Regions from separate parts of the Macaca mulatta genome. Here region 1 is linked to region 2. Evidence: chromatin contacts called from public Hi-C data. All regions are on one chromosome and are shown on one strand. The core of a region is the stretch at or near the end of the contact, and the rest is flanking DNA. Distances in the headings are between cores, read along the strand shown. Region 1 holds the start of LOC701808 (putative protein ARB2BP). Region 2 holds the start of RPL24 (ribosomal protein L24).

Region 1 (6,988 bases), core at 2,265-4,764, 170 kb before region 2:
CCTAATTGCCAAATCCAGCACCCTCATGCTACTTTTAACTCTCTGAAATGCTAACATTTCTTTTTTACTCTCCTCCCTATCTTCCCAAACCTGTCACATTCCTAATCTACCTAACTGGTTAGTAGTATCTCTTCCTACCTACTTTGAAATTAGTTGTATGTGATTTAAGACCTTCCTTACTCTATATTATTTTTGTGGGCAATTCCATTCATTCCAATGACTTCAACTAAGATCTCTGCAAATAATGCAGCTTTATCATAACTAATTGTAAGTTCTCATCCTGAGCTTCAATTATCATTCATTACACTTTCAATGCAAAGTAAACATCACCTGAACCTACTGAAAGATTTAAGACAGTTATACCATCAGGGACACTAGTAGCAGTAAATGAAGTTAAAACTATAGATCTTATAATTAGAGACCACATTTTGAATCTTGTTTCTTAGTAGCTATTACTAATCTTTATCCTGCCCCTAAATTCCAGTTCTCTCATCTGTAAATGAAAAACAATTACTTTATAAGGCTTTTGAAAATACTGAAGTTTCCAAAGTTCTTAGCACAGTGTCTAGTGCCTAAGTACTTAAAGAACATATGTATCCTTAACTGCAAATGAGAGTGACACAGGTCTCCAAGAATGTTGCCTGAAGCAATCAGTTGAAAGTTGGTTCAAATTTACTTGACATTTCCTATCTTGATTCAAAAAATTCATTTGAAAATTGCAGTCTATGATTCTAATTTATCTGTGCTATATTTTTGTTAACACTTTTAATAGTCATTCTCCCTTACTCCCACACACTTTATCATTCAACTTCAGTGAACCTGTCTCTGATGCCAGCCATCTTCTAATGTGTATCACCATGTAATATACTGCTTTTAATGTTATAGTTATCAGTTATGTGAGTCACAAATACATGTGTTTAGCCTAAACCAGCTGGAATTGGGTTTCTGCTACTTGCAACTGAAAAAGTTTTGAGCAGTACATTGTGAACATTTTACAGTTCTTCCTTGTTTAGGAGATAGTTTAGGGCAGCCTAATGTCGTCTCACAGACAAAACTTTCAAATTTTGTGTTTTATTTTATCTTTCTACTGCTACCCATCCTCCTTCTACCTCTTCTTCCTGTTTTATTAATCAAACTCTTCTGTGTATTTAGGAAACTTTGATGACTATAAATGTCACGTCATGGCCGGGTACGGTGGCTCACGCCTGTAATTCCAGCACTTTGGGAGGCTGAGGCGGGTGGATCACCTGAGGTCAGGAGTTCGAGACCAGCCTGGCCAACATGGTGAAACCCCATCTCTACTAAAAGTATAAAAATTAACCAGGCATAGTGACGGGTACCTGTAATCCCAGCTACTAGGGAGGCTGAGGCAGGAGAATCGCTTGAACCCCAGAGGCGGAGGTTGTAGTGAGCCAAGACTGCGCCACTGAGCTCCAGCCTGGTCAACAGAGTGAGACTCCGGTCTCAAAAAAAAAAAAAAAAAAAAAAAGTCACTTCATTTGGGTTCCAATTAGCAACAATTTATAATGAAATGGCAACTGCATGCATACAACCATTACACGGAATCTTTCAACCAGCTGATCGTGTTTTATTTCTGAGAATTTATATCAGGAAATTAAATATACACTATTAAGAAAAGCGGAAGCATACTTAAAAATTAATTTGTGCACATCTTAAAATTAGTGGCATACTGGAGAACGGCTAGGTAACATTAGATTTGGGTATGGATTTTATTATACTTATTTTTCAGAAAGGACAGCTCCAAAAGAGAGATCATGAGAAAAAGAAAACGCTCTCCAGACATATAACTAACATAAATATCAATGTCTTTTAAGGATAAACAGCTTTATTATCAAAATCCACTTCCCACAACTACTTACATCAAGTTACTGTGACAAATAAATAAATCTAAGTGTAATCAGGTAAAGGGGAATGTGACTTGTTGAAGTACAAGGCAAATATCTTACCTTCCCTCCCCAAAAATGTATTAAACCTAGATGAAATGCATTTATTTTTAAAAAGCTGTGCATCTCAAAGGAAGATAGGATTATACCTAGAGTTCTGTGTTAGGAAGCACGCAAATGACGCCAGCTAAGCGCTGTGCATTTTCCTAATGTGTCCATTTTACTTAGAGGTTTGGTGCGGGGTGGAGACTATTAAACATCAGTTGAAGGCATATACCTACATGTATGTATAAATATACACATATATCATTTATACATGTGCTTTCAAAGGAGAAAACTACTATCTCCAGAATACACACCAAAATCGCTAACACTGGTTGCATATGAAAAGGGATTTCAGGTTTTCAACTGCTTCAAGTAGTGTCCCCAGAGATCCATAATCACTCTCCTTTGCAATTAAGGCTGAAAGAAGTTTGAGATGCACTGCCACAGGGCACTCCTAAATAAATTTGGAATTGTCAACAATGTTTCTGCAGAAATCAACGGTACCATAAGAAACAGAAAAATGAAATGAAATTGATTCATTGGGCGTTCGTTTGTGGACTGTAAGCATGTGAGTCCTCGTCCTCTCCTCCTACCACCCGTAGGACTTAACACAAGGACTTGAGGACCCCTTAATGGATGAAATGTTTGACAAAAACTTCTCGACTGGGAGGAACTCTACCTCACGTCTTTATAACTCCACCTTCTTGTTTCCAAGACGTTGTACACAAAACTGAAGATAGTCATTTAAAACAAAATAATTTCCAAAACAAAAATATGCTGAAAATAAAAACACAACGAAAGCACGGCTTCATATCCTTTGTTTGATTTTCCAATCACTTTTGGAAGACGCAGGGGAGGCTGGAAAAGAAAAAGGCTATTAGGCGGGCCTGTTCAGCAGAACAAGACCCAGCGAGGCATTGTATCAAAGAAAAGGAGTCTCCGTTCGCAAGCCCCACCTTTCCTCCCCAGCAGCAGCTACCTGCTGAGGGAAAGAGGAGGGAGAGGGGAAGGGACGCAAAGTCGAGAAGCAAAGGAAGAGAGGAAAGTGGGGTCAGGCGCTGAGACACCGAAATGAAATTGGAACATTGGTGGAATTACGAGGAAGGCGTGGCAGAGAGTGGCAAGCCAACCGGGAAGATCCATGGTCCGATGAGACGCAAGGAGAGTGTTCGCGGGAGGAGGGAAAAAATAAAAGGGGTTTTGAGGTGAAGAGCGCCCGAGGCTTCGATGACAGCTCGGACCCGGTCTTCGACTCGAGGGGCGGGGACGACCCGGGAGCCTTCCATTGTGCGCGCCCCCTCCTCTCCCCGCCCCCGCCCTCGCCCTCGCGGCTTCGGGCCGCAACCCCAGCTGCCGCCAGCGCCTCCCGTCTGCCCCGGGTAGGAGACAATATGCTTAACCCTCCTCCGACCCTTTCTCACCGGATGAAGATGGCCGTCGCCCGAGCTTTCTCTTGTCCATCTTCTCCCGCTGCTGAAATTTCAGTTGCAGGCGCTGTCACCTCAGGACCCCTCCGGCTTGGGAGAGGGAGGGGGAGGGGAAAGAAAAAAAAAAAAAGCCAGCAATGTGCGAAGCGCGCTTGCGCAAGAGCCGTCGCCTGCCCTTCGACCGGAAATCAGCTGCCCCTCCCACCATCAACCGGAAATCATTTCCTGGGACTTTTCTCTGTGGGCTGTCTCCTCCAGCGTTTTTTTCGTGGGGTTTATTTCATGATCTGATCCCCTCTGGGGAAGTGAACCATCTGGGTGCTTGATTTTAGCTTTGTTGACTTTGAAGATTAGATTGACAACAATTAAAAGGGGAAAACAGGAACTCCTCCGGTTCACTGGATCTCGCGAGGTGGCCAAACAACTATGAAAACAAAACGTTAGTGTTTGCAGTATTACGTTCCTGACAGCCTCTCTTACATATTTGCCCCAAACGCCCTTCCTCGAACTCAGAAACCAAAAGATTTTAAGATGGCAAAATCACCTAATAATAGCCTAGCTATTAGTTTAGCATTTGCACTGAAAATAAGTAGGCTGACGAGGAAAAATGTCTTAGAGAGAATTTCTTTTTAAAATTAAAACTCGTGATTTTTAAAGTTCCGTAAAAGCTAGAACTTAATTTTTCAATAACTGAAATACTGAGATGACAAAAAGTGGGTGGCTATACACTGGAATTTGTTCAATTAACATTTACCACGATACTTAAGGGACTAGACCGGTCATCAATGAACTAAAGGTCTGGTACTATTAGCCTGATCCCTAATGGTGCATATCTGAATAATTTTTAAATGAACGTGTAAGCTTTCATGACGATTTAATCACAAGTTTAACAAAATTCAGCACAGTGCTCTAAGCAGGGAAAATGTTTCTGGCATGATCCAAGCCCAAAGGGACTCTGGAAATCAATCGGGTTTGATTCCCAAGCCGGCCCTTTATACCTCTCACCCCTATCCCTCCAACCCCCATCTCCCATCCTAATGGAGTCAATAAAGGGATCGGCCCAACTCGTCCACTAAAGCAGTCCCCTTCTTCATGAGTCAAGCCTTCCTAATTATAATATGGTCAGTCCCCAGGTAGAGGTGAGGCCACAGGTGTTGTGGGGTGTTGGGCTTGGGGAAGTGTTCTACATGGCAGTAATGACCGCAAGGCAGATACACTTTAAGTCTTGCTGGGATTGAGGTTCACTGTAAGGATTTCATTTTGTTGGTTTATTTGGTTAATTTCTGTTTAACAAAAACATTGCTTTCTGAATAATAATTGAATGTTCAGTTTCCTCACAAACTAATTTTTTTAACCAAAGAACTTAACTGACTCAGAAGTCAAGCTGGGCCGGGCACAGTGGCTCACGTCTGTAATCCCAGCACTTTAGGAGGCTGAGGCAGAATAGCTTGAGCCCAGACATTCAAGACCATCCTGGGCAACAAAGCAAGACCCCCCTCTCCACAAAAATATACAGGCCAGATGTCATGACTCACCCTAGGCGGGCGCATCACTTGAGCCCAGGAGTTTGATATGAGCCTGGGCAATATAGTGAGACCTCCTCTCTACAAAAAAATTTAAAAACTAGCCACGCATGGTGGCCAGCATGCCTGCAGTCCCAGCTACTCAAGAGGCTAAGGCAGGAAGATCACTTATGGGGTTGAAGTTGCAGTGAGCCTTGATCAGGCCCCAGCCTGGGCGACAAAGCAAGACTGTCTCCAGAAAAAACAACAAAAATTACCCGGGCATGGTGGAGCACACCTATAGTCCCGGCTACTGGGGAAGATGAGATTTAAGGATTATTTGAGTCCACGACTTTGAAGCTGCAGTGAGCTATGATCACTACATGGTACTCCCGCCTGGACGACACACAGATACCCTACCTCAAAAATAAAAATAAAAAATAAACTTCCCAGACAATTCTGTTACATACTCCAATTTGGTAAAAACCAACACTTAGTGACATCTGCTTTTCTTTTTTCCTATCTCTGATATTATTTTTTCTATATGTCCTTGCCTCTGGTGGATTAAATACAGCTCTTTTGTTTCCTAGGGAGAGGTGAACAGTGGGGAGGGACATTATGTACTTTCCTCTTATTTTGAAATTTCTACAGATATAATTTCACAACCACTATTATTTTCTACAATTTACTAAATGGAATTGTAATACAGGCATTATTATTTTTCTAAAAAACTGCATAATCACTTTCTGTGTTGGGAGAAGAAAAATAGTGCTGCTTTTGTACCAAAACAGTATTCTTTCTTTAAAATAGATCTTCTAGAGGTGTTGTGTTTTGTTTTGCTTTCCTAAATATGAAAATAAATGAAAACTTACTCATTGTTAAAAAAAAAAAGTATCATTAGATATTTTTTAATTTTCTGAGTAAAAGTATTCTCTATTCTGTGCTTCTTAATGGCATGGTATATACAAAAGGACCTTGTTCCTAAATATAAAAAAGGATTATAATTACTGTATAAGATTATTACTCTGTAACCAGGGGATTTCTTAACTTCTCAGATTATAAAATGACTTTTTTATAAAAGCTTACTAATCACCTGTGAAAAATGTAAATATTGTTAAATGTAACCACTTTTGATCCCAGAAAGGAAAGGGGTTCCTTAAAAATCCAAATATGCTAATTAAAGTTATTTGCGTCTATGATTCCAGTGTCCCACCTCTTCTTTAAAGACAATCACACCTAACCTAGAGAAGTCAAATTCAGAGAGCTCGAAAGTAGAATGGTGGTTGCTAGTGCCTAGTGTGAGGAGAATGGGGAGTTATTGTTTAATGGGTATAGAGTTACAGTTTTGTAAGATGAAAAGCATTCTGGAATGCATGTCAGTAATGGTTACACAACAATGTGAATGTACATAATGCCTCTGAACTACACACTTAAAAATGGTTAGAATGGTAAATTTTGTTATGTATATTTTCACAATTGTTTTTTATTTTAAGAAATAACCACACCTAGAATAAATCATTACAGCTGTGTCACCACCTAATCCAGGATACTGGAAAAGCCTAATTTCAAATTCTCTCTAATGCGTATATGCTGTTATCCTTTTTTAAAATTTTAGTCTGCATTAAACGACTGGAGTACTTGACATAGGAAACAAAGTGCCTACCAAATGGCCTCACTGAATTTTTGGTGAATGAATAAAAGAAAAAGTCAAATACTATGCATTTTTAAATCTTTGGTAAAAACTAATCTTGGGGTGGGAGGAGGGTGAGGGTTGTAAAACTACCTATCAGATACTATGCTCGCTACCTGGATAATGAAATCATTTGTATACCAAACCCCAGTGACACAAAATTTACTCTTGTAACACATTTGCATATTCCCCCGACCCTAAAATAAAAGTCAAAAAGGGAGGGGAAAAAATCTCTCAGGCTCCTGAGCTGCCTCAGTTACTTTGGGCATGCCACTTTACCTTTGAAAGCCTCAACTTATCCATTTATAAAATAAACATGTTAGCTAAGCATATCAATAAAGTCCCTTCTAGCTCTAATAGTCTTTTTCTTGAAGGTAAACTATTGAAGGAAACCAGAAAGTCACCTCAAAATATGCCTTT
Region 2 (6,958 bases), core at 2,196-4,695:
TAATTTACTTATTGAAAAAAATTATCAAATTCAACTGTTTTATCTCAAAGGACCGTCACTAGGAGAAATACTCAAGTTAGACAATGATTTGACAGGAGAGCCACCAAATGTTAGGTAGGATATGTCTAAGAAGGCATTGTGGAATCTAACATTTCCTGTACATTCTATATTGGAAACCTGTACTACAGTATTTATGAGAAAAAGATCTTGCAGTGCACCTTTAAGTCCAAGAACAAAGTATATCTGAAAAGTTGTTTATTAAGGCACAGAAATGCAAAAGTACCTTAAAAACTTTTAACAAAAATAAAGCACATTGGTTTATAGACATCCCAATTTTAAACTTTTTAGAAAGATGAAATCTTGTTTCTACAGTAAAATGGCAATTTTTCTACAGTAAATGGCAGTATTTACCTGCTTAATATTTTTGTCTCAAACCAACACAAACATTTTTCTTATTGTGGTAAAAATGTAAAGTTGACAATTTTAACCTTTTTTTTTTTTTTTTTAAAAAAAAAAAAAAAAAAGACCAAGCCTTGCTCTGTTGCCCAGGCTGAAGTGCAGTGGCATGATCTTGGCTCACTGCAGCCTCCACCTCCGGGGTTCAAGCAATTCTGCCTCAGCCTCCCAAGTAGCTGGGATCACAGGCACCTGCCACCACACCTGGCTAATTTTTGTATTTTTAGTAGAAACCAGGTTTCACCATGTTGCCTAGGCTGGTCTCGACCTCCTGAGCTCAGGCAATCCGTCCGCCTCGGCCTCCCCAAGTGCTAGAATTACAGGCATGAGCCATCATCCCCGGCCTGTTTTCTATTTTTTTAAATAGAAACTGGGTCTTCGCTACTACATTGCCCAGGTTGGTTTCAAACTCCTGGGCTCAAGCTCAAGGGATCCTCTTGCCTGGGCCTCCCAAAGTGCTGGAATTACAGGCGTGAGGCACTGCATTAGGCCCATTTTAACTTTTTTTTCTTTTTTTGAGACAGAGCCTCACTTCATCATCCAGGCTGGAGTGCAGTGGCGCAATCCCAGCTCACTGCAACCTCTGCCTCCTGGGTTCAAACTATTCTCCTGCCTCAGCCTCCCAAGTAGCTGGGACTACAGGTGCCTGCCACCACACCCGGTTAATTTTTTTTGCTATTTTTAGTAGAGATGGGGTTTCACTCTGTGGGCCAGGCTGGTCTTGAACTCCTGACCTCGTGATCCGCCTGTCTCGGCCTCCCAAAGTGCTGGGATTACAGGCATGTCAGCCACCATGCCCGGCTTCATTTTAACTTAAGGTATAATTTAGCCGTGCAGGATGGCTCGCACCTGTAATGCCAGTACTTTTGGCGGCCAAGGCAGGAGGATTACTTGAGCCCAAGAATTTGAGACAAAACTGGGCAACATCGCAAAGATTTCTGTCTCCTCAAAATATATTTAAAGAATAGCTGGGCCATGGTGGCATGTGCCTGTGGACCACTGGGTAGGCTGAGGTGGGAGGATCACTTAAGCCCAGGTTGAGGTAGAGTGAGCTGTGATCCTGCCACTGCTCTCCAGCCTGGGCAACAGAGAACCCGTCTCAATAAAAAAGTATAGTGGCCTTAGGTACATTCATAGCGCTGTGTAGCTATCACCATTATCCATCTAAATAACTTTTTTTTTTTTTTTAAAAAGGTCTCCTATGTTGCCTCAAACAATCCTCCCACCTTGGCCTCGGGAGCAGCTAGAGTACAGCCGCTGCCACCAACCCCGGATTTGCTATGACAATGATGTACAAGTTATGAGTCCCCGCTTTCAACTGTTTTGGGGTATAACTTACAAGTGGAACTGCTGGGATAATTATGTTTACCCTTTTGATAAAGCACCAAACGGTTTTTCACAGCTGCCACATATTTAGCAATGCACAAAGGTTCCAATTTCTCCCCATCCTCATCAACACCTGTAATTCCTGTTTTGTTTTTTCTTAATAGTCACCCTAACAGGTGTGTCATATCCACTTTTAAGTTTCTCCTTCCTCTGAACTTTCAACATATTTTATGTCTGATGGCATTTATTTCTCACAATACCTAGAAAAGTCCTTCATACAGAAGGTGCTAAGTATTCCCAAGCCTACTGAATACTAGTCCCACCATGGCACTCAAACTTGTTCTCATGTATAACCCAGCTAAAAGGACACTTAACAAGGACCAGAAAAACCACTGTCTTGAGAATGAACCAGTATGGTGGACTGGCTACGTTAGGACTAATCCTGTAAATACTCCAATCAACACCAAATTATGTTAAGTTCTCAATTTCCTCCCACTGGAAAACTAAGCCTTTCCACCCTGCCCTATAACCCAAATGTGCTTAACGTAATTTATCTGACTTTAAAATTTCAACTTGGTGTTGCTGCTAGCCTAAGATGTATAGAGACAGTTTATAATATCTTTTGCATTTCGCTGATGCTTTACAGTTTAAGAACTCTTTCGCATACAGTCTGATTTAACTTTACAGAGCAGAAAACCAACGTTCAGAGAACTCAGACAACTTAAGAGATAGCTCCCAATATCAAGGCGTATTCCACTTACCGACTGACCCTTTTTGTGCTTCCTTCTGTAGAGGACAGTCCAGTTTATCTGCCGAGGATTCCTCTTGGAAAGGAACGCCGACTCGCATTTTGCATTAAGAAACTGGAAAACCTGGAGTGACAAATTCAAAGGAATTACCTATTTATACAAAATACAAGAGGCTGAATGAGCTTGGAATCCTTAGAAGATCAACATGCTAGTTCTGGCTTATTTTACAAAACTGAAGCCCACAAGAACCAAAAGGCTGTCACGTAACTGGCAGGTAACTGCGCGACACTATGAAGGTCCTTGCGTTTAATCTTTTCTCGAGAGCAGGAAATCTAAACTCATAGCAAACGACAGGGTGGTGCATCCTTCTGGGAAGCATTCTGCTCTTGTCCATCCCGGGATTCCAAGGGGAAACTACCAATTATCTCGGTACCTCAGTTATTTCCCTTACACAGGGACATCAGTTACATAAACCCCTCCTGACGTCCGACCTGGCTCACAGTAAGTAATCAACGCTGGTTCACTTAGAGGTGTCTGGTCCTAACGACCAGTCCACAGGGCGTCCACGAAGCGTTCCAGAGGTCAATGGTGATGTGGGGAATGAACCCGTCTAAACCGAATTAGACCAGCCTTTCCTCCTCGGAGTACAAGAAGCTAGGTTAAGCCGACGCGGCTTTTTACCTTCCCGTCGGTCCTGGCGTAGCGCCTCCCGTGTCCGGGGTAGATCTTGTACCCGCTAAAACTGCACAGCTCCACCCTGCAACAAAAAGTGAAAGTCCATCAGGGAGGGTGTCTACAGCCATGCCAGGGACGACAGAGAGGCGTTCTGCCCGAGGATGTAAGCGGATTGGGAACCACGGGTCGTGCTTACTTCATGGCGACGGATTCACGGGAAAAGAAGAGATGGCGAAGAGAAAGAGAGAATCATGGGAAGAGACCTTATAAGGTCGTGGAGGGGCTGGGGGCCGGAAATCTCCTCCCCCAAAATCCTTCGATATTCCGGGCGCTCCTTGATGACGTATCATCGCGAGGCGGAAGATCTCGTTTTCCGTGACAACTGACTTCCTCTGGCGGAATTCTTCCAGAGGCTGCTGGAGGATTCTCGGGCTCAGAGGGCCTGCCAAAAAGGGCAGTCAGACAGTTGGTATCTGAGTCATTCTATCTCTCCGTTTTTTTGTTTTTTTTTTTGAGACGGAGTTTCGCTCTTATTGTCCAGGCTGGAGTGCAATGGCGCGATCTCGGCTCACCGCAACCTCCGCCTCCCAGGTTCAAGCGATTCTCCTGCCCCAGCCTCCCTAGTAGCTGGGATTGGCATGTGCCACCACGCCCGGCTAATTTTGTATTTTTAGTAGAGACGTGGTTTCTCCATGTTGGTCAGGCTGGTCTCGAACTCCTGACCTCAGGTGATCCCCCCTCCTCGGCTTCCCAAAGTGCTGGGATTACAGGCGTGAGCCACCGCGCCCGGCCCATTCTGTCTTACTGCCGAGTATTCTAGAGCCATCTTACGGCTGCAGGGAATGTGAACTGAAGAGAAAGGTGTCCTGTATCTTATCATAAAGAGATCCAAAGACGAATGCCCCGCAGGTAAAACAAGTCACGTTTTGCCTTCCCTGTTGGCCCATTTCCTCAACCAAACAAATTAATAGTTTAACCATTTGAATAATTTAACCATAAGAAAGTAATGACAACCGAACTGTTTCCCAGGCTGTGCGAATCAAACAGTGCACGTTGGCGCTTTGCATTAATTATAATTAACATTCATTGAGCGCTTTCTCTGTGCCGGGAATTACGCCAAAGGCTTTGCAAACATGAGCTCATTCAGTTTCCAGAATTCCTATTAAGTACCCGCCTAAGAACTACAATTCGGAGCTGGTGTCTAGTGAAGCTGAGGGGGTCGGTGGAGCCCCGCTTGGAGGCCAAGGGCTCAATCTGTTACATATTTCATCGTATGACAAGGAATGGCCAGAGGCAATTCTTGAATTCTGTGGGAGGCTGCAGTATATGACTAGGAAACAAATGTAATGATTGATTTCTGCTGTCTATGTATGCAAGTCACGCTAAAAAGGTTTTGTAAGATAGCTGGTTGAAGAGATTTGAAATGTCTAACAAGTTGGCTGACTAATGTTACGCAAACTGTACAAATGTGTTGGAGCCAGTCTTTTTTGTTTTTTTTTCTTGAGACGGAGTTTCGCTCTTTCACCCAGGCTGGAGTGAAGTGGCGTGGTCTCAGCTCACTGCAAACTCCGTCCACCGGGTTCAAACGATTCTCCTGCCTCAGACTCCCGAGTAGCTGGGATTACAGGCACCCGCCGCCATGCGCGCCCTGCCTGAAACCAGTGTTAAGAATGAGTTAGGTGGCCAGATGCGGCGACTCACGCCTGTAATCCCGGTGCTTTGGGAGACCGAGGTGAGTGGATCACCTGGGGTCAGGAGTTCCAGACCAGCCTGGCCAAAATGGTGAAACCCCGTCTCTACTAAAAATACAAAAATTAGCCGGGCGTGGTGGCGTGTGCCTGTAATCCCAGCTCCTTGGGAGGTTGAGGCAGGAGACTCACTTGAACCGGGGAGGCTGAGGTTGCATTTAGCCAAGATCGCGCCACTGCACTCCGGCCTGGGCAAGAAGAGCAAAACTCTATCTCAAAAAAAAAAAAAAAAAAAAAAAAAAAAGGGAGGTCGGGCACAGCGGCTCAGGCCTGTAATCCCAGCACTTTGGTGAGTCAGGAGAATCGCTTGAACCCCGGAAGCGGAGGTTGCAGTGAGCCGAGATCACACCACTGCACTCCAGCCAGGGCGACAGAGCGAGACTCCTTCTCAAAACAAACAAACAACAACAACAAACCCCAAACAAAACATCTTTCGGAAATAGTCCTGGCTTCTACAAGATCCAAGGCACAGCTGAGTTTAGGTAGCCAGTGGAACCAAGATCCATCTGAAGGAATGCAGTCCTTTTTGCTCCACAGAACCTCAGAATTTATAGTCCCTTCACAATATTTTAGAAAGATTTTGTTTTATTGTTCTTTGAAATTACGTTTGGCCTGACTGGTTCTGTGGAAGAAATGCAGGAAACTGGGCCTTAGGGATTTTGGCAGTATTTTACTCTTTACTGGAGGGCCTTCTTGAGTTGGTATGCCAGGGTTCCTTGTAACACACTCCCATAACGAACAAATTGTGCTCAAAATGCTCTTAGAATAGGGAGAAATTTTGCAGAGAGAGACCCTTAAATGAATTTATATTATACAGTGTCATAAAGTAGAGCTTCTGACACTACATAAATTATTGCTGACTTTATCCATGCTTTCTCTTTTATCATAGGCAAAAGGTTTAGCTACACTCTGTTCTCTTTTTATTCATTTATGGAGCAATACTGAATCAAACTTGGTGCCCTTTTCAGCCTCTGTCCCTCTAAGAACAGTGTATGCTTCCCTTCACAGTTTCTTCACCCATTTGTACATATTTCCCTGCTATATTAGTTTTCTGTAGTTGCTGTAACAAATTACTATGGACTTGGTAACAACACAGGTACATTTTTTCTCACAGTTTTGGAGGCAGTAAGTTCAAAATTAGTATCACTAGGCTGAAATCAAGGTACCTGTGTGCCTTCAGGATCAAGGATCTAAGGGAGAACCTGTTCCTTGCTCTTCCAAGTTCCACTCATCTAAACCACTCTTGAATTCCTAACCCATGGAAGCTGTTAGATTATAAATGTTTGTTGTTTTAAGCTATATTTTGGGGAGTAATTTGTTAACATAGAAATAGGTAATATAGGAGGTAAGGAAAAACTGACAATGGGGACTTGGTGAATGGTGGTATCATTTGTCAAGAGAGGATAGATAAGAGGAAGGAAGTAGGTTTGTCAGGAAAAGGGTAAATTTTTTTTTTTTTTTTTTTTTGAGACTTGTTGCCCAGGCTGGAGTGCAATGGCATGATCTTGGCTCACCACAATTTCTGCCTCCTGGGTTCAAGTGATTCTCCTGCCTCAGCCTCCCAAGTAGCTGGGATTACAGGCATGCTCCACCACGCCCAGCTAATTTTGTATTTTTAGTAGAGATGGGGTTTTTCTATGTTGGTCAGGCTGCTCTCGAACTCCTGACCTCAGGTGATCCACCTGCCTCGGCCTCCCAAAGTGCTGGGATTACAGGCATGAACCGCTGCACCCAGCCTGAAAGGGTTAATTTTGAAAAGGCTGGGTTCAACATGCTGATAGGGATATTAAGGTACAACTGTGTAGTGGGAAGTTAAACATGTTCAGAAGAGTGTTTGTAATATGATTTATTTTATTTTTTATTTTTTATTTTTTTGAGATAGGGTCTCACTTTGGCTCCAGGCTGAAGTGCAGTGGCACGATCAGGGTTCACTGCAGTCTCTACCTCCTGGGCTCAAGTGATCATCCCATCTCAGCCCCGTGAATAGCTGGGACTGTAGGCGTC

The links. A called contact is a pair of places that touch in the nucleus more often than the background predicts.
Region 1: a contact with region 2 is called in a Hi-C map of fetal cortical plate, with 1.9 times the contacts expected there. The contact joins the promoter of LOC701808 here to the promoter of RPL24 in region 2. A contact is called at or near these places in 2 of 14 Hi-C or Micro-C datasets (fetal cortex germinal zone and fetal cortical plate).

What each region holds. Positions count from the first base shown.
Region 1 is chr2:182,071,045-182,078,032 of T2T-MMU8v2.0, reverse strand. LOC701808 (putative protein ARB2BP) reads left to right here and starts at 3,514. Exons shown (of 2, transcript XM_015129067.3): 1 at 3,514-3,616. The coding sequence starts at 3,514. It overlaps SENP7 (SUMO specific peptidase 7), which reads right to left and starts at 3,476. Exons shown (of 22, transcript XM_077993995.1): 1 at 3,371-3,476. The coding sequence starts at 3,410.
Region 2 is chr2:181,905,387-181,912,344 of T2T-MMU8v2.0, reverse strand. RPL24 (ribosomal protein L24) reads right to left here and starts at 3,445. Exons shown (of 6, transcript NM_001265968.1): 1 at 3,403-3,445; 2 at 3,213-3,288; 3 at 2,544-2,654. The coding sequence starts at 3,407. It overlaps LOC114676448 (a long non-coding RNA gene), which reads left to right and starts at 3,883. Exons shown (of 3, transcript XR_003727505.2): 1 at 3,883-4,115.